6 separate regions of the Mus musculus genome follow, and regions 2, 3, 4, 5 and 6 are each linked to region 1. A link is a contact called in public Hi-C, HiChIP or PLAC-seq and promoter capture Hi-C data. All regions are on one chromosome and are shown on one strand. The core of a region is the stretch at or near the end of the contact, and the rest is flanking DNA. Distances in the headings are between cores, read along the strand shown. Region 1 holds the start of Kat6b (K(lysine) acetyltransferase 6B). Region 2 holds the start of 1810062O18Rik (RIKEN cDNA 1810062O18 gene). Region 3 holds the start of Myoz1 (myozenin 1). Region 4 holds the start of Sec24c (Sec24 related gene family, member C (S. cerevisiae)). Region 5 holds the start of Fut11 (fucosyltransferase 11). Region 6 holds the start of Camk2g (calcium/calmodulin-dependent protein kinase II gamma).

Region 1 (2,965 bases), core at 257-2,756:
AGGTTTGTGTTTTAAAAACTAACAACCAAGTAATAAAACACCTATAAAAGAGGTTTATAATGGAACTGGTGACAGTTCTGAGTGTAGTGTTACAAGTCTTCTGCTCTCCCCTCTTTTTTTTTTTTTAATCTGCTCTCCCCTCTTTTTTTTTTAATCTTTCATTCACCTCTGCCTTTTGTCCTGGCTTCTTCCTCACCTTGCTGCCAAGCTCAGAAGCAGAGGAAGCTCGCACACCAGAGTAGCCTTTGTGCATTTCTGTCTGCATGTGACAGGGCTGCTGCTGCTGCTAAGATAAGAACTGAGATTATTGGGTCTAACAAAGTACCTACATAGTTGAACAGTAGTTTCTAACGGGGAGTTGAACTCTGCTGCAGGAGTGGCAGTGGCATGAAAATGAGTCATTCAGGGCAGGGAGACTGAAATTCCTGCTCTTTGACATCCTACATCTCCTCATCAGGGGCCCCAAGAACGTCCTGATTCAAGGACAGAACTTCAGGCAACAGGTGGTTTTTCACCCCGGCCACCACACGGGGAAACTTGGCTTTCCCAGGGACATAGGTTTGTTTCCCTTCTTCCCAAAGGTCTGGGAAGAGAAACTGTTCAAACTCTGTTAGGAGGAGCCTTTTCTCAAGTCTACCTTTCTCATACTCTCAAGTATCTCTTACCAGCATCCCACCCAACTCTGGGAAGAGCAGGACGTTTTCTCCAGAGTCCGGAGGGCGCTGCAAGGCATGTGGGCACCTTTAGAGTAGCCTTGCCTGGGCGGCCAGAGGATCCCCCAGCCTCCCTCGTATGGGCCTCAGGAACTCCGGGGGCCCAGGGGAAGCCTGGAAAACCGAACTTCGCCATCAGCTTTCCTTACAGCGCTGGTTGGAGACGAGGGAAGGGCCCCCCAGCGGTCGCCCCCCGCCCAACCCCAATGTTATCCAGCTGCACAGTCCAGGAAGCACCCAGAACGCAGCTCCGAGCTCGCCAGCCTCTCCCGCAGGCCGGGAGAGGGCATCCTGAGGGGCAGCTTCCCTCTCCAGCCTGCGTCTGACATCCCCACTCCCACCCGAGGATGCCTGTCCGCAGTCGCTGAATGTCACTGCTCCCTCTTCCTCCTGATCAGGGTAGAGACAGCTCCTGAGGCATCCCCCACCCCAAAACTGCCGCGGTCGCCCGAGGGTACAAGACCCGGGAGAAGGACGAAGTTTGGGGCCCACGGCGGCGGGAGGGGGGGCGCGTTTAAGAAGACCGCACCTCAGTCCCAGACCTGGCGGACACACTCCCCACCCCAAAACAGCCCAGGCGTCCCCATCCTTTCGGACACCGGCATCCCCGCCCTCCCCTGAGGGCGGTGAGCGGAGCCCCCCGGGGCGGAGGCAGGTACCCCCGGGGCGGAGACTGGGGCGGGCGGGGTCCGGGCTGCGCCCCCGGCCGGGCCAGGCGGGCTAGCGGGCGGCGCGGGGGGAGCGGGGCTGGGCGGCGCTGCCTCGGGCTCTGTGCGCTGCAGCCCGGAGCCGAGGAGGAGGAGGCGGAGGAGGAGAAGGAGGCGGCGGCGGTGGGTCCCGGGCGGGGGGAGCGCGGCGCTGCGGACCCGGGCGGCTGGCAAAGGACGAGGCGGAGGCTGAGGAAGGCAGCGGGGAGACCCGGTCTGCAGCAACAAAGGGCAGCAAGCGATTGGCCGGGCTGGAGGCGAGGTTAGCCGGGGACCGGGGTGGCCGGAGGCAGCGGCGAATAGTGCACGTGCTTGCAGACACGGGCGAGTGCGGAGCCGGGGGTGCACACCCGGTGGGTAGGGGGCTTGCTCCCCCTCCGTATGGGATGGCGAAGAGGCTGCAGTGAGATCGTTCCGCCTGCACCCGGCCTGAGGCTGGCAGGGTAGGGGGTATGTGAAGGGGGTAGGGTGCAAGCCAGGGGGCGGGCGAGTAGTCGCCCGGGACAGGACAGGAGAGAGGGTGGAGGAGGGGGCTGGATGGAACGCTCCGGGCGGCGCGCCCGTCCGCGCGCTCCTCGGCGGGAGCAGGCGACTGAGAACCTCGAATTTTAACTTCGCGTGCCCGCCCGCGCGCGCCCGCCTGCGCCCACCCCTAAATCCTGCGGCCGCCGCCAGCGATCAGCTCTCACACAAACTTTAGCTGCGGGCTAGGGGCTTTGGGGTTGAGTGGGGGAGGGGAGAGGAAAAAAGGCTTCTGATTGGCGTCGTGTACAGCCAATAAGGCCAAGCGCCTCTCCTGCGCCTAGATCCAATCCATTTCTAGAGGTAGAGGGGGCGGGTAGGTGGAAGTAGAGGTGGCGCGGTGTCTGTGAGAGAGAAAAAGGGCTGGACCAATAGGTGCCCGGAAAAGGCGGGCCCCGCGGTCTGTTGATTGGTACTGGCAGTCGACCCTCCCTCGGGGTGGTGCCGGAGGTGGGGGGGGGGAAATGATGGGTCGAGAGGTGTGTCTATGTGGAGGCGAGATGACCGGCAGGAACTTGCCCCAATGGGGGGCAGAGTGTTTAGCGAGCGGGTGACGGACAGACCCGTAGGCCAACGGTTGGCCCTAAGTGTTCGTGCTCTCGTCCAATGGAACGGCGCCGGGGCGGGGCCGCGTCTTGGGTTTAATGAGACTCCATTGGGCTGTAATCAGTGTCATGTCGGATTCATGTCAACGACAACAACAGGGGGACACAAAATGGCGGCGGCTTAGCTCCTACCCCTGGCGGCGGCGGCAGCGGTGGCGGGCGCTACGGCACCTCCTCCAGGCGGCAGCCGTAGCTTCTTTCTCAGGCAGATTCAGCGCCCCCGGCAGGCGCGGTGGTGGTGGCGCGCGGCCAGGTCTGTCACCCACCCCGCGCGTTCCCAGGGGGAGGAGACTAGGCGGGCGGGGGACCGACGGGGGGGTGGCCTGGGACCCTCGACGCCCCTCCCACAGGCCCCTGCGCGAGGGTCACCGCGGGGCCGCTCGGGGTCAGGCTGCCCCTGAGCGTGACGGTAGGGGGC
Region 2 (2,965 bases), core at 306-2,805, 950 kb before region 1:
CACATGGTGGCTCACAACCATCTGAAATGAGATCTGACACCCTCTTCTGGTACGTCTGAAGTCAGCAACAGTCTACTTATTTATAATAATAAAATAAATCTTTGAGAAAAAAACCTATTCATTCTTTTTTTAAAATTTATTTAATGTATATGAGTACACTGTCACTGTCTCCAGACACACCAGAAGAGGCATCAGATCCCATGACAGATGGTTGTGAGCTACCATGTGGCTGCTAGGAACTGAACTCAGACTTCTGGAAGAGCAGTCAGTGCTCTTACCCGCTCTTACTCCAGTCCTATTTAGTTCATTCTAATGCTTAACCCAACCACATATGTCATGCTTTAAGAACCTAAAGTGCAGATTGAAAACAGAAAAAACACAGGTGGGCAGTGGTGGCGTACACCTTTGATTGGGCTCTTAAGAAGCAGAGGCAGGCATATCTCTGAGTTCCAGACCAGCCTACTTTCCAAGTTCCTGGCTAAGACTACGCAAAAAAGCCCTATCTCGAAAAACCAGCACACATACATACATACATACATACACACACACACACACACACGAGAAAAGGGTTTGTTTTAAAATATTTTAATGGCAAACCATGGTCACAATTCAAAGCAAAGCTAGCAGTATTTAAACACTGTGCCAGTCTATACTTGAGACACTGAATTTGAAAATTAAAATAACTTTAAAAATGAGCATAATCTAAATGACGAAATCTTCATTTTACGATTTCTGCTTATTGACTGCAAAATAAAGAAAAATAATTTCAGTTCTTAATATTCTTAATCCATAGTATTAGTGTGGTAGATGGGCTCTCTCTGAGAGCCTGGACTTTTAAGGAACTTTCAACTGCCTCTCAATTTAATTTAAATAAATCTGTTTATCTGTACACACACGTCCTCCCTGGCTCAGAAGAATTTCACTTTTCCTTCTAAAGAGTAAGTCGTGTGTTTAGAGGCGGCTTGTAAAACCCTTTCTGTTAAGTGTACCACTTCCTATACATGGGACTTTTTTGCCTCCTCTTTGTAAGATGGCTTTTTCCCCTGCCCCGCAGCTACGTCTGGGTTCCTAGGTCACCCCGGGATCCTTCATCCTGGTCCAGTCCCATACGGTTTTCCCGATTTCCGCGCGGGGTGGCATCTGAGGGCCGAGCGCAAACCCCCTGCGGCTGGCGCTAGCTAGGCGTTGTCACCCGGGAGCAGGCGTGGGCCAGAACGCGGGCGAGTCCAACGGCGTGCGGCTAAGGGGTTCCGGGGCCCCTCGGTGCGCCCGGGCAAGCCGGGAGTGCAGCTGTCGAGGAGCCGGAAGCTCTTAACGCGGGCGCCGCGCCGACCACAGGCAAAGCAGGAAAGAAAGGGGCTCACTGCGGCGGACGGCCCTGAGCCCGCGTTAGCGACAGCCCGCGCACGACGCCCGCCCGGGCCTGCAGGGCGAGCGGGAGACCGAGGAGCAGCCTACGCCTCGGCCCGGCCCAGCGGGGACCCGCCCAGGGGCCACTCCCCAAGGGAGGCAGCCAGTCACTCGCCCGCCCCGCCAGGCCCGCTCCTGAGGGGACGGACTCCCGCCCGCCCTCACACCGCGCCTCACGCCAGGCCCCCAGGCTTCGGGTACCTCTCACCTTTGACGACGCGGTCGGCCCCGAGAGGGGGCGGTGGGGGCGGGGGCGGGGGCGGCGCGGCCCGGGCCGGCTCCGGGGCGGCCATGCTGGGCCCGGGGCTCGGCTAGGTGCCGGGACGGGCGGGGTTGGGGGCGGGGGCGGCGGCTACCAGAGCCAAGCGGCGGCGCCGCCGGGGAACATGGCGGACCCTCTTTCCCTTCAGAGGGGCTAAGACCGTCATGCATCGCGCGTGCAGGGGCGGGGGCGGGACAAGCTCCAGGGACTTGAGCAAAATTACCGAGGCTACTACAGAAACGGAAACAGTCCAAGGGATCAGGTGAAAATTCCGTACATGCAGAAAGACAAACCAGTAAAGAGAGGTTGCAGATTAAACTGAGGGGCTGTTGATAAAATGCAAGGGGAAAAAAGGACGGTTTTTTGGCCGCTTTGGAGCCCAGGAAAATGAAGAGGTGTAATTTGATCTCAGAATTTCCCAGGCCTAGACAAATATATGACAATTTATCTACAAAATCTAAGTGATAATACTATGGCCAGAGAGAAAAATGAAAGAAGCATCAGGGAATCTATAGAGTGGCATTATCATTTAAAATGAAATTTTCCCTTTAATACCAGACCTCAGGAGGCAGGGGAAGGCAGAACTCTGTAAGTTCAAGTCTAGCTAGGTCTAACCACTCAGGGCAACAAAGTGAGACTGTCTCAACAAAACGGGGCCCTAGAGAGTTGCATAGAATTCGAACTCTTGCTTTGAGAGTTTGGAAAAGTCCAAAGGCACATAAATTCAGCTGGAAAAGTCTAAGCACCACGATTTAAGAACCAAAATGGATCAAGGGAAGTAGGGAATGACACCAAGAGGTGTCCTGAGAACCTGTAAGATTCCCCTGGAAAGCCATTGCCTCTCTCGTAATTCACTGAGCAAATAAATTTGAAGGCAGAGAGATGGTTCAATGGATAAAGGTGCTTGCAGCCAAGGACTGTGATTTAAGTTCCTTAGGACTAATCCCCATGGCCGAAGGAGACAATGGAAAGAAGGAATTAGACTCCTTCTAGTCTGACATCTACTAAAACTTGTAAATAAAGAAATGAAATAGAAAAAAATGGAAAGCAGAGACTAAGTAGGTAGAAAATAGGAAATTAGTTCCTTATCTTTGTACATACTCGGAATTTGAATTTGGGCAACTTGCAGAAACAGATCCAAGTTGACCAGCATCCAAGAGGTCAAGAAACAAGTACAGGTGGTCCTTAACAGTTATTAATAAGATGCTCAGATGCTGAAGGCATAGGCCACCAAACCCAGTAATGGAACCACAGGGCACACAAGGTATTAAAAGAGAACTGACTAGTACAGCT
Region 3 (2,965 bases), core at 221-2,720, 840 kb before region 1:
TCTTCCTGTGTCTTTCTCCTGCCCCTTCTCACCCCTCCCATCATCCCGTCTCCCACACCCTCTACAGCTGCAATTCCTCTTGTTTTTTTTTTTTTTTTTTTTTTTCACTCTGACTTATATCCTGTCTTACATCATTTCTGGGACTCTTGAGTCAGGCATGCTCTTAAAAGTCCTGCATTGGGGCTCTACAAGCACGCACACCCTACCTCCAGTGAGCTCCATAATCAGTTTGCTTGACTTCCTCCTCTTGTTAGGGGCCGGGGTTCCTGAGAGTGGCATGGTGGAGGTGGATCTGACCTGGAAGGAGAGATGGAGTGGGAGAATGAGCATCCGCACTACAGCCGTACACTTGGGATTAAGGACAAAATTTCTTCAGTTTTTTTTCCATGTGCATGTTTGCATGTGTGTGTGCACGCATGCATACGTCTTTACAGAAATTAGTATTCCCCAGAACGTAAACTGTCACAGTCTTCTGTTTTCTTTGGAAGCAGGACAGGAGGAAGAACTGTACCCTTTCCTTATCTCTTACCAAGGGCTGTGTCCACTTTCCATAGCTCCTGTGTGGGCATCGGAAATACAGCTAGGGCCGAAGGGGGTTTCAAAAGCAACACTGGCAGAGCAATGCACTCAGGCTTCCTGGGCCTGGCGTGACTTAAAGTCCTTATTTGTATCGGGATATCAGACTACAACTGTGGCTCCAGACTCTAGTCTCCTCCTTAGGCTTCCCTTGGGGTCCATGGGCGTAAAGCAATGTTCTGCTAATTAGTGTTGAGATTCAGACGAAACCTTCTCCATAGGAAGGAGAGGTTGTTGATCTTCCAGGAGGCCAGCTGGAACGTGGCCCGAGAGGTCATGGGTATGTTCCTTGTTCCTTCAGGCACTCCGATCCCAAGGTTCAGGGCTGGAGCAGAGAGCTAGCTAAGGGCATTTGAGCTGTGGCAGATGTCAGCTCAGCAATATAGTACGTGGAAGTAGAGAATTGTGGGGGGAACAGAAACACAGGAATAAGATCTGGCCGTGGATGGCGACAAGATAAGAAAATGTATGCACACCATCCTCTCCCTAACAGCCCTGCTATTTTCCGTGGTGTCCTGTCTCACAAACACAACCACACTCTACCAACTTAGTGGCATTCCAAAGCACCCTTTCCCATCTGTCAGGTACCTCCCCACATATCTTAATTCCTCCCAACTCCTTAGGTCCCTTTCTTTCCAACTCTGTAACTCCAACTGGACTGTTGGCAGCTGAGCAGAGATGAGAAGAGAGACCATTCCCTGAGGATGGAGAATCACAGTTGCAAACAAGGAGCTCAGAAGAGTGGGCTCCAGCCCCTTCTTCCGGTAGATAGAACCATAGACTTACCAGCTGCTCAGTTGGTGGTCGGCTCTCCCCGGGGTCCAGCAGCTTCGGAGGACTAAGCTGCAGTGACTAGAGAACCTGAGCCGGGGCGAGCGAGCGTAGGGGCAGCACCGGCAGTGGGGGAGGGAGGAGGTTATTAATAGAGTTGATGAACACAAGCAGCTCAAATGGCACAGGGGGTACTGAGACCCTGGAACCGAGAGCCTGCCCTCTTTGCCTGAGGTTCAGGAAGAGGGAAACAGGGCTACAAAATGTTCCCACCAGACTGTCTGAGCCAGGGATCAGTCAGCCGAAGGGGTGTGCCTCCTCCTTGCCTTCTTTCTCCAAAGAAGCATTTCAGGAGGCCGAGAGGGAGCAGATAGTGGTGGGTAAGAATTAAGAGTAGGTATAGGAAAAAACAAAACAGAAAACATGAATTGTGGGCTACTCAGGGCCATTCCAGGCCAGGGCTGGAGGGGACCCATGAGTGTATTTGTGGGTGGGAGGGATTAAAGCCCTAAGTTGAAGATAGGATGGAAATTTTCACAGTGGCATTGCTTCTAACTTCCTGAATAGGTTGGCTTTCTGTCTAAGAGGGTTAGATCTTGACAGGGTGAGGAACCAACTTAGTGAACCCTAGTGCAGATGATCTTACAAAGGCCCGTGGGTACTCTCAACCTGTGGGTCCTGACCCCCATGGGGGGTCAAACAACCCTTTCATAGGGGTCAATGTCAGATATCTCAAATATAGATATTTACATTATAATTCATAACAGTAGCAAAATTACAGTTATGAAGTAGCAACAAAAATAATTTTATGATGCCAAGCATGGTGGGTGGTGCACACCTTTAATCCTAGCACTTGAGAGGTAGAGACAGGTAGATCCCTGAGTTCCAGGCTAGCCTGGTCTACAAAGTGAGTTCCAAGACAGCCAAGGCTACACAGAGAAACCCTGTCTCAAAATAATAATAATAATAATAATAATAATAATAATAATAATAATAATAATTACTACTACTACTACTACTAATAATAATAATAATAGGGGCTGGAGAGATGGCTTAGTGGTTAAGAGCACTGAATGCTCTTCCAGAGGTCTTGAGTTCAATTCCCAGCAACCACATGATGGCTCACAACCATCTGCAATGGGGTCTGATGCCCTCTTCTGGTGTGTCCAAGGAGAGCAATGGTGTACTCATATACATACTATAAATAAATTTTTAAAATGATGATGATAGCAGTAATTTTATGGTTGCAGGTCAACACAACATGAGGTACTGTATTCAAAGGTCACAGCATTAGGAAGGGTGAGAGCTGAAGCAATACCCTGGATCCTCCCTCATCTCCCACTCATGTCCTGAAACCAGCTTGCTCCTGTACCTTTTACTCTTATACGGCTGCCTAAGGAATTGGCTTTTGGGGGTGGGTGGGCATGGGTGTAATTTAGTAAACATATGAAACTATAGGTTTCTTGAGCCCAGCATAGTGATGTATGCCTTTAATCTCAACACCCCTAAAGCACCGGCAGGTGGATCTCTTAAGTCCCAGAGCTATACAGGAAAACCTTGTCTCAAAAATCCTTATGACATTTTTACACATGTGCCATTGGATTGTTCACACTCACAC
Region 4 (2,965 bases), core at 121-2,620, 830 kb before region 1:
AAAAAAAAAATCCCAAATAAATAGGAAAGATATTAATTTACATTTCTAACAAGTCTCAGCTGATACTGATACTAGGATCCACGGACAGTATTTTAAAAGTGGATAGAAACAGGGCTGGTGACAAAGAACACTGGCTGCTTTTCCAGGTGACTTGGGTTTGATTTCCAGCATCCATGTATCTTACAAGATTTGTTAACTCCAGTTCCAGGGGATCCAGTGCCCTCTTCTGGCCTCTGCAGGTACTGTAGTCACAAAGTGCACAGATACACATTCAGGCAAAACACCCATACATAAGACATTTTAAAACAAGCTAGACAGAAACAACTGACTGGTTAGTAACTGACATGCAAACTTAAATGCCCATTTTTCTCTAAGCATGCATTACTGTGTAACTACCATTACGTAGGAAAAAACCCCACAAAACAGTTTGCCTACTCTATTCATGAACCTAAGTTGGCCCAAAGAAGTGCTTAAAGCATAACAGCACAGAAAGAATTCCAATGCATGCAACGGAGAGGTTGGAAGCATAAAAAGTGGGAGTTCACGGTGATCATGGGTTATATATCCAGTTTCAGGATAGTCTGCCTATAAATTGAGATCCAGTCTCAAAAAACTGATTAGAGGATAAAAGAGCAATAATCATTTATTAGTTAACATTGTTCTCTGAAGAGTCTTATGATTACTGAAAGAATTGTAGCTCTTTTAACAGAGAGCAGGGAGGTCTTTATATTCTGGTAGAGTTACCTCTATTAAAAAAAGGGCAAGGCATAAAATGGTAACTAATCTTTATTGAATAAACATTATACTGAACAATCTTAGGAAACGTCTCTAAATTCATCCCAATTCACTGTTCGACACGAATTCTTTTCATTAAAGAAGTAAACCGGGGCAGAAGTTGTCCAAACATTGAACTAATCGGCCCAAAGTCGAGGGTTAGAACCCACCCTACCACTACCACGTGTGGCTCAAAGGTCAGGGTGAGCTCTACCGTAGGGACGCAAATCAACGGGGTGAAAGGTTAACAGGAAGTGGATACAAGACTAGCTGTCCTTAAAGTCAACACACGACGAAGGGAGCGTTACTAAAAATAATCTGACCTAGTTTTCTCAATACCCTCTCAGCTGGTAAAGCCATAAAAAAAGTCTGGAAAATGTGGAAAAATCTGGAAAGGAAAGAAAAAAAAAAAAAAAAAAAAAAGCATGAAACTCAGCAATACTTTACAGACTGCGTCCATGACGGGATACACCACATACGCATGCGCAACATCCGGGTTTCCGGAAGCGTGCCTAAGGCCGACGTGGCAGAAGGAGTGGCCTAGCCCTAGAGCATGGGGCGGAACTTCCGGGGACGGCACGCCAGCCCCCCCCCCCTCGGAACCGGAAGTTGAGCCTGGGAGCCTTGACGTTAGGAACGAAGTCGAACCTGGATCTGGAGCCGGGTGAGGAGTGGCATCGCGAGGTTGCGTGGTGGGGAGGAATGCTGAGGAGAGGCCAGGGTATTTTTGGCCTGATCGCTGTCCGGTTTTAGAGGAAAGGGAGGAGCCTGGAGGCGGGGCCTAGAAAGAGACCCTCACCTCTCGCATCTGTGGCCGGCGATCGGTCTTAGGTCCCCGGACCCCTCCCTTCACCTCCTGGCCCAGGTTCCGGCTCGCTTCGCCCTCCCAGCATGTTGAAGGGCATTAGAGGATTGGTCTTTACTGCTTAGTGAACCGGCCCTCTTCGTGGCCCTAGAGGCTGGCTTGGCTTCCGGATCTCGATCTCTGGAGCGCTCAAGCCTCCGCATCTCGGGTACTTTCAGAGTTCTAGGAAGCTTGCCCCGCCCCTTTCGGTTGTCACCCTCGGCTATCCCCCTAGAATGGAGTCAAGATTGGAGTTTGACTCTGAGCTTATTCGGTCCCTCAGCCTCCTTCAGGAAATTAAAGGGAGAGGGACGTTTCCCAGGCTTGATGTTGGTGGCATGTGCAACGTTTAGCGTTTGGAAGGACTGTTCTAAAATGGCTTTGACTTTACAGAGTTTTCAGTCCGGCAGCGGTTTAGCTTCTGGGCTCTCCTAGCAAAGAGAAACCTATTGTTCTACTGCAGCACCTGAAAGGAGGTCTCACTCTTCCTGGGCCTCTTCTGCCTGTATAATAACTAGAAGGATGTTTAGATCTCCAGTCCCCTTGTTGGAATGACCCCTGAAAAGGACCTCCAACTCATCCTTCTGTTCCTGGGCAAGATTGCAATAGTTTGATAGCGACCTATCAAACAAACCTTAGAACAGAAACAATTACAGGCATGCTCTTGGATGTAGAATACCCATAGTCCTCTGCTTGAGACATGAGATGAATGACCTTTGCCATGGAATATTGCTACTTTTTTTTTATCTTAAATGTTTCATTTGTGAGGTTAATACATTCTGTTCATGGAAAGACTGGGGTCAGAGTAACATTTGGATTATTGTAGGTCAGACAAAGAATACTGTTTCTCCCAAATAGCTACTTTACAGTTTTTCTTTGTGTGTGTGTGTGTGTGTGTGTGTGTGTGTGTGTGTGTGTGTTTGAACAAAACCTAGTACATTTGAAGTTATTCTGTTTTGGGGGATGAATGGATGACTTGGTGGTAGATACAATGAATGGAAAGTGGAAACATTGCTTTATTTACCTGTAACATCATGGTAGTTATCAGGCAGAGGACTCTGTGTGACTGCCTGGACACTGAAAGTCATACCACTGGAGAATGGCTGCTGCTGTTCTGTTCCATTAAGTCTGTCTGAAGTTGAAATTTATACCTTCTTGGCAGTGACACAACATGGGGTTCACAGTAACAAAACCCTTGCTTTGAAGAAAGTGACTGCATACTGGCGGGGCAGGAAGTTTCTGAGATCCTGTAGTAGTGTGGGAATAGTTCAACTGATCACAGCCTGATAAGGTCAATCCCTTTTCATCTCTTCCTTCCTTCCCTGAATAGTTGCTCCCTCCGTAGAA
Region 5 (2,965 bases), core at 279-2,778, 800 kb before region 1:
AGGACCTTCGGAAGAGCAGTCAGTGCTCTTACCCACTGAGCCATCATCTCTCCAGCTCCAGACAAGTACTCTTATGCTCAGCGCAGTAGCCCTGCTCTGAGTCCTGGATTTCTTGTCAGGTCATCAGGAAGGAAGCTGGGGAGGGAGCATACGCGTGTATGCGTTCTTCCTTACCATTTGCCCTTCCTTACCATCTGCCTTCTGCCTGTAGCTTATCGTGGTCAAGCAGGAAGACAAGCTGGAGATGCTGTTCAAGCACTTCCTGGTGGAAGACAAGAGCCTAAGTGGAGGTGCATCCTATGTGGACTTTCTCTGTCATATGCACAAGGAGATCCGGCAGCTACTGAGCTAAAGCAAGTGGGTAAATGGCATAGGGTCCCAGGCCAGCTTCCAGGAAGAACCCCAGGATGACAGAGAAATTGGGACAGTTCCATATCGTATAAGTCATGTAAGCTGACCTCAGTTGACTTCTTTTGGGGGGAGGGCGAGATATAAGGAGACACCGTCTTTCTGGGCTCAAATACACTACCACTCTGTCATGTCCTGCTGATCGAAGGTGCCTCAGGCCCCTTACTCTACCCTTTCTCCTGCTAATCCTCTTGTAATGAATGTAGTTTCTCAGTTCACTGTATATGATTCGGTGTTGGGGGTTTGGAGGCAGCTGGGCCCTGGCAACAGTGTGTCCCTTTGGATGAGCCTCCAAGAGGAAGGGCAGGCAGGAAGAAGTGGGAATCCCAGGGTTATTACAGGAGGTGGCAAATTCAGCTCCGTGTCATCAACAACTTCCTATATTAGGGACAAAATATACAGGTGCACAAGAGCTGGGGTACAGGCCGTAGGTGGTGGAGAGTAAAATAGTTGGTCCTTTGGGTGCCTGATGGTCAGTAGCAAAGTCATAGTTACCGAGGATGGATGACTAATCTCTCTACTTCCACTGCGCGTGCTCTCTCTCCCCTGCAATGATTGGTGAGCACTTCGTGGATGAATGAGCCTGGGGTAAGAATTGCAAAACATATTAACACCTTGGGGAAGTAGCAGCCTCCTTTCCAGATGGAGAAGCCCCAATCCTGGATGGTTCTGTAGAGCGCCTGATGGTCAACTTGCAATACCTCACAGAGCCAGCCCACATCCCACTCAGCTTCCACCAGAAACGTTGTTGGGGAGAGGCAGATATGGCTGGAGCCCTGTCTTCCGGTGCCAGGACGTTACTGGGCTTTGGTATTGACTGAGTGGCTGACAAGTTATCTTCCAACTCCAGTTGGCTGGGCAGGACAAGGGCTAGGAATGACCGTGGTCAGGCCTGCCTGCTCCCAGCCCAGGATGCCCCTGCTATGGACCTTTCATTTCTTTTCATTGGTTTATTTTTCAATGCATCTTTAATTTGTAAAGAAATAAAATAAGATGTAACCAGTATCCCTCTCATTACTCGCGACTTTTCCCCACCCTGCCTGCAGCTGAGAGGAGTTACGCATGCGCCGCGTGCCCCTATGGCGTAGGACCTAGTCCACTCCCCACCCGCCGCAGGGCGGGGTTTCGTGCTGTCCGAGGGGGTCCGGTGTGGACATGGCTGCTCGCTGTACCGAGGCGGTGCTGGCCGCCCTGGGGGTGCTCAGTGTCTGTTCGGCCAGCAGCTCCGGGTCCGAGGCTTCCGGGGAGGCAGAGAGGGAGGAGCCGTGGGATGGCGCGGTTTTCCGGCCTCCCGCCGCCCTAGGCGCCGTGGGGATAGCGCGCGGGCCCGGGTCCCCGCCTCCAGGGAACAGAGAGGCGGTGGACCTACCAGTGTTGCTGTGGTGGAGCCCAGGTCTGTTTCCGCACTTCCCAGGTGACTCGGAGCGCATACAGTGTGCGCACGGCGCGTGCGTGGCGTCCCGGGATCGACGGGCGCGCGCCGACCCGCGGACGCGCGCGTTGCTCTTTTACGGCACGGACTTCCGCGCGGCTGATGCGCCCCTGCCGCGCCTGGCGCACCAGAGCTGGGCGCTCCTGCACGAGGAGTCGCCGCTCAATAACTTCCTACTGAGCCACGGCCCGGGCATCCGTCTCTTCAATCTCACCGCCACTTTCAGCCGCCACTCGGATTATCCGCTGCCGCTGCAGTGGCTGCCCGGGGCCGCCTATTTGCGCCGGCCCGCGCCTCCGCCCCGGGAGCGCGCCGAGTGGCGTCGCCGCGGATACGCGCCGTTGCTCTATTTGCAGTCCCATTGCGATGTGCCTTCCGACCGGGACCGATACGTACGCGAGCTCATGCGCTACATCCCGGTGGGTGAGAGAGCGGCGGGGCGGGGCGGGGCGGGGGTGGGCCGGGCGAACGCCCCACCCTGCTGACCGCCGTGCTCTGACTCGCTTAGGTGGATTCCTATGGCAAGTGCCTGCAGAACCGCGAGCCGCCCACCGTGCGATTACAGGACACAGCCACGGCCACCACCGAGGATCCAGAACTCATGGCCTTTTTGTCCCGGTATAAGTTCCACTTAGCTCTGGAGAATGCCATCTGCAATGATTACATGACAGAAAAACTGTGGCGCCCCATGCATCTGGGTGCTGTGCCCGTGTATCGTGGATCACCCTCTGTGAGGGACTGGATGCCCAATAATCACTCTGTCATCCTAATTGATGACTTTGAGTCCCCTCAAAAGTTGGCAGAGTTTATTGACTTTCTGGACAAAAATGATGACGAGTATATGAAATACCTGGCATACAAGCAGCCTGGAGGCATCACCAACCAGTTTCTTCTGGATAACCTGGAGCACAGGGAGTGGGGAGTCAACGATCCCATGTTGCCTAATTACCTCAATGGCTTTGAGTGTTTCGTCTGTGACCATGAACTGGCTCGGCTGAATGCCGAGAAAGCACATGCATCCTCTCATGGGGACATTCCTGTCCCCGAGCCTCGCATTGCCCAGTCGTCGCACATGAACTGTCCAGTGCCTACCCCTGGCTTTGGGAAAGTCGAAGAGATTCCCGA
Region 6 (2,965 bases), core at 192-2,691, 710 kb before region 1:
GCGCCAAGCAAAGTGACACACACATACTTCAGATGAGGACAGCCATGCTCCAACCACCAGACTTGTAGGGACAATCAACAGCTAACTTAAGAATGGTAAGCCCACCCGATGGCCCTAAACAGATGTGGGTGGAGCACCACCTGGCTCCCATCTAGTTCCAACAGCCTCAAACCTCAGACTGGTGGGCGATGCTTCAAATACACACCTGCTGCATCTCACTGATTGCCTTGTGGTCCCAGCAAAGGCAACCAGGAGAGAGAAGAACAGGGAGACCTTGTTCCTCCTCTCAGCAGAAATAATTGAAAGTAGGGAAAAGGAGGGATTAAACAGAAGGTATGGTTTCCTGAGAAATTTCCCTTAAGCCTGGGAGAAAGTGACGCTCAAGATCCGCTCAACTGGCTTAAACCCACAGCATCCCCGCTCAACTGACAGCAGGGAAACAGAGGAAAGACAGCTCTGATTGTGACAGCAGTAACTCCCCTTCCCCGTGCTATTTTCCTGTACGTGACCCGCCAAATGGGCTGCGATCTCGGGCTCTGGAAATATCTAGGGGGGCGGGCAGAGCGGGGGCTGCAGTGGCCAGGCTCTGCACCGCGGGTGGGGGTGGCGGGGACCCGGGCTGCGGCGGCGGCCAGCTCAGTGCGGAGGGGAGGGGGATGCTGCGGCTGCGGCGCACGGCTCCTGGGACCACTGCAGGGATGGGGGGAGGGGCCGGGGGTGCCGCAGCACTGCCCAGCAGCAAGGCTGGGATCCTGGAAGCCGCACTAGCGGGGGGGCGGGGCCCGGCACTAAACATCTCCCCACACCCCGGCACCGCAGCGGGGCTGGAACTGCAGAGCCGGGGAGGGTCCTGAGTGCCGGGCGCGTGGGAACTGGGGGGCCGGTGCTGAGTGGGCTCCGGAGCTGGGTGGGGAGGGGGCGGTGGACAGGCGGGGTCGAGGGAGGGGAGCGTCTGAAGGGTGCGGGAGGGGCGGGGCTGGAAGGCGCCCCGGAGCAGTCCCGGGGCTGCAGTTCCCGCGGCGGCGCCGGGTGCAGCAGCCTGGCAGCTGCTGCAGGGCGCGGAGGGGGCTGCGGGACCGGGAACCCGGGGCTAAGGGGCCCCCGAGGCAGCACGCGGGAAAAGCTGGGGGTGGGGCGGGTCGAGGGGGCGCTGCAGCGGCCGGTGCAGGGCCGGGGGGCGGGGCGAGAAGCCGCAGAGCGCCGGGACGCCTGGACCAGGGTGGGGGGCCGCCGCGCGTGGCGGGTGGGCCGTACTTGCCGAGCTCCTCGAAAAGCTGGTAGTCGTCGGTGAAGCGGGTGCAGGTGGCGGTGGTGGCCATACTGGCGGGCGGACGCGGCGGTGCAGCCCGCGCCGACGTCGGTGCACAGTCACCGCCGCCCGGCCGAGGGAGCAAGAGGAGGAGACGGGGCTGAGCCCGGCAGCACCGCGAGACTTTACCGGAGAGAGCGAGGGAGGGAGGGACACCCCCGCGCCCGCCCGCCGGCCCCGCCCCCAAGCCCCGCTGGCCCCCGCCCCGCCCCCGGGGAGGGGCCTCCCACCGTCGGCCCCGCCCCGCCCCAGGAGCCGCCCGAACTGGGCCCCCTGCACCCGAGGGCCAAGGACGCGGGGTCCCCACTCCCGGCCACCCACTGGGACCGACCGAACTGGAAGACACCTCCTGCGGGCTCCTCCAGGGCGGACCCTGCAAGAGCTCAGGAACCAATGTGTGAAAGTGGTTCTTGAGTGGTGTTGGGTCTGGACCACCGAGGTCTGGGGAGAGGCCCCACACGTGGGTCCCATGACTGCAGCCTGAACCAAGCCGGAAAATGCCAAGGTCAAAGAGCGTATGTGAGACTGTACACTCGAGAGATGCCCCCAGACTGCAGAGCCAGCTGCCCGCAGCCTTCCCCCAGGGTGCCGACACTCTAGATTAGTGCAAGAATCAAGGGCATCATTAAGAAAAAACAAAACCAGAAAACCTTCAGCCGCGGTTTTATCAGCGAAACCAGGCCATGGGGCAAGATGTTTGCTTGCTTTTCTTTCTTTCTTTCTTCCTTCCTTCCTTTCTTTCTTTCTTTCTTTCTTTCTTTCTTTCTTTCTTTCTTTCCATTTATTTGTTTCGTGTGTGTATGCCTGTGGCCCTATGGTTGCCACAGCGCACGTGTGGAGGTCACACAACTTGGGGAGTTGGTTCTCTTTTCACTACATTGGGGGATGGAACTTGGGTAGTCAGGCTTAGCTCACGCATCTTTTTACTCACTGAGCTGTCCTGCGGGCCCGTGTGATGCTTTCCTGCATTCCAGTCTTAGAAATAAATGTTCTCTCCTAGGTCAGTAATAAAAGATAAAAGTAAGAATGTCTTGAAAAGGCTTTGTGCACTAGTGGCTAAAAGCAAAAGATGAAAACATGCTCGTTTTCTTGTGGGCATCCAGTACTTTTATTTATGACACTTTATCACATTTTGTAATGATGTATTTGCAAGTATGAGTGCTAGCACACAGTATTGAGAACTCTTGGATCATACTACCTAGCTCTCGGATGTCTGGAAAATCATTGACCTCAGGCATTCTGCAGTTCATGAAATCTGTCTGGGCCTTATTTGAGAACTGGAAATAATAGTGCAGTATACTTCATAGGGCTGTGAGCATTTACTGGGTTAAATCATGTATAATATTAGAGTAACCCTCAGTACCTTATTCAAACAGTGTTTGCAGCTATTGTGTAGTATTTTTCTTCCCACTAAACTGTGCACTCCAAAGGAACCCCTGGGTACTTCGCTCCAGGCTCAGTGTTCATAGAACGGCTCTGTCTCCAATATTACAACTTTATGGGACAGAGTCAAGTAAAAGCCACTCTGGAGGAGCAATGTGCAGGGCAATTTCCCGATGCCCCCCCCCCCCCCCCCCGCGCAGCTGTACCCCAAGTCAGAGGCCATTCCCCACTGGGCAGAAGGGAGCTCAGCCAACTGCTGCCTCTCAGTCTTGA

What was found. Promoter capture Hi-C pulls out the DNA fragments that hold promoters and counts their contacts. Hi-C and Micro-C count contacts between places; a contact is called where the count stands out from the background. HiChIP or PLAC-seq counts read pairs in DNA pulled down with a chosen protein or histone mark.
Region 2: a promoter capture Hi-C map of pre-B cells shows a contact between it and region 1, with 3 times the contacts expected there. The contact joins the promoter of 1810062O18Rik here to the promoter of Kat6b in region 1. A contact is called at or near these places in 1 of 39 promoter capture datasets (pre-B cells) and 1 of 484 Hi-C or Micro-C datasets (CD4 T cells).
Region 3: a contact with region 1 is called in a promoter capture Hi-C map of pre-B cells, with 2.2 times the contacts expected there. The contact joins the promoter of Myoz1 here to the promoter of Kat6b in region 1. A contact is called at or near these places in 1 of 39 promoter capture datasets (pre-B cells) and 1 of 484 Hi-C or Micro-C datasets (CD4 T cells).
Region 4: a Hi-C map of double positive thymocytes shows a contact between it and region 1, with 5 times the contacts expected there. The contact joins the promoter of Sec24c here to the promoter of Kat6b in region 1. A contact is called at or near these places in 2 of 39 promoter capture datasets (neutrophils and pre-B cells), 1 of 484 Hi-C or Micro-C datasets (double positive thymocytes) and 1 of 115 datasets of contacts at active chromatin or transcription factors (trophoblast stem cells).
Region 5: a FOXA1 HiChIP or PLAC-seq map of pancreatic cancer cells shows a contact between it and region 1. The contact joins the promoter of Fut11 here to the promoter of Kat6b in region 1. A contact is called at or near these places in 1 of 39 promoter capture datasets (the 3T3-L1 cell line), 1 of 115 datasets of contacts at active chromatin or transcription factors (pancreatic cancer cells) and 1 of 9 other capture datasets (adipose tissue).
Region 6: a promoter capture Hi-C map of pre-B cells shows a contact between it and region 1, with 3 times the contacts expected there. The contact joins the promoter of Camk2g here to the promoter of Kat6b in region 1. A contact is called at or near these places in 1 of 39 promoter capture datasets (pre-B cells) and 4 of 484 Hi-C or Micro-C datasets (embryonic stem cells and regulatory T cells).

Annotation. Positions count from the first base shown.
Region 1 is chr14:21,498,279-21,501,243 of GRCm38.p6, forward strand. Kat6b (K(lysine) acetyltransferase 6B) reads left to right here and starts at 1,507. Exons shown (of 17, transcript NM_017479.3): 1 at 1,507-1,682.
Region 2 is chr14:20,544,738-20,547,702 of GRCm38.p6, forward strand. 1810062O18Rik (RIKEN cDNA 1810062O18 gene) reads left to right here and starts at 1,556. Exons shown (of 6, transcript NR_033571.1): 1 at 1,556-1,607. It overlaps Ppp3cb (protein phosphatase 3, catalytic subunit, beta isoform), which reads right to left and starts at 1,836. Exons shown (of 14, transcript NM_008914.3): 1 at 1,619-1,836. The coding sequence starts at 1,703.
Region 3 is chr14:20,655,070-20,658,034 of GRCm38.p6, forward strand. Myoz1 (myozenin 1) reads right to left here and starts at 1,471. Exons shown (of 6, transcript NM_021508.3): 1 at 1,363-1,471; 2 at 207-297. The coding sequence starts at 279.
Region 4 is chr14:20,672,951-20,675,915 of GRCm38.p6, forward strand. It overlaps Sec24c (Sec24 related gene family, member C (S. cerevisiae)), which reads left to right and starts at 1,371. Exons shown (of 23, transcript NM_172596.2): 1 at 1,371-1,438.
Region 5 is chr14:20,693,440-20,696,404 of GRCm38.p6, forward strand. It overlaps Fut11 (fucosyltransferase 11), which reads left to right and starts at 1,529. Exons shown (of 3, transcript NM_028428.2): 1 at 1,529-2,259; 2 at 2,349-2,965. The coding sequence starts at 1,564. Sec24c (Sec24 related gene family, member C (S. cerevisiae)) reads left to right here. Exons shown (of 23, transcript NM_172596.2): 23 at 212-1,411. The coding sequence ends at 352.
Region 6 is chr14:20,792,647-20,795,611 of GRCm38.p6, forward strand. Camk2g (calcium/calmodulin-dependent protein kinase II gamma) reads right to left here and starts at 1,442. Exons shown (of 21, transcript NM_001360186.1): 1 at 1,255-1,442. The coding sequence starts at 1,319. Gm30108 (predicted gene, 30108) reads left to right here and starts at 1,593. Exons shown (of 2, transcript NR_153779.1): 1 at 1,593-1,814.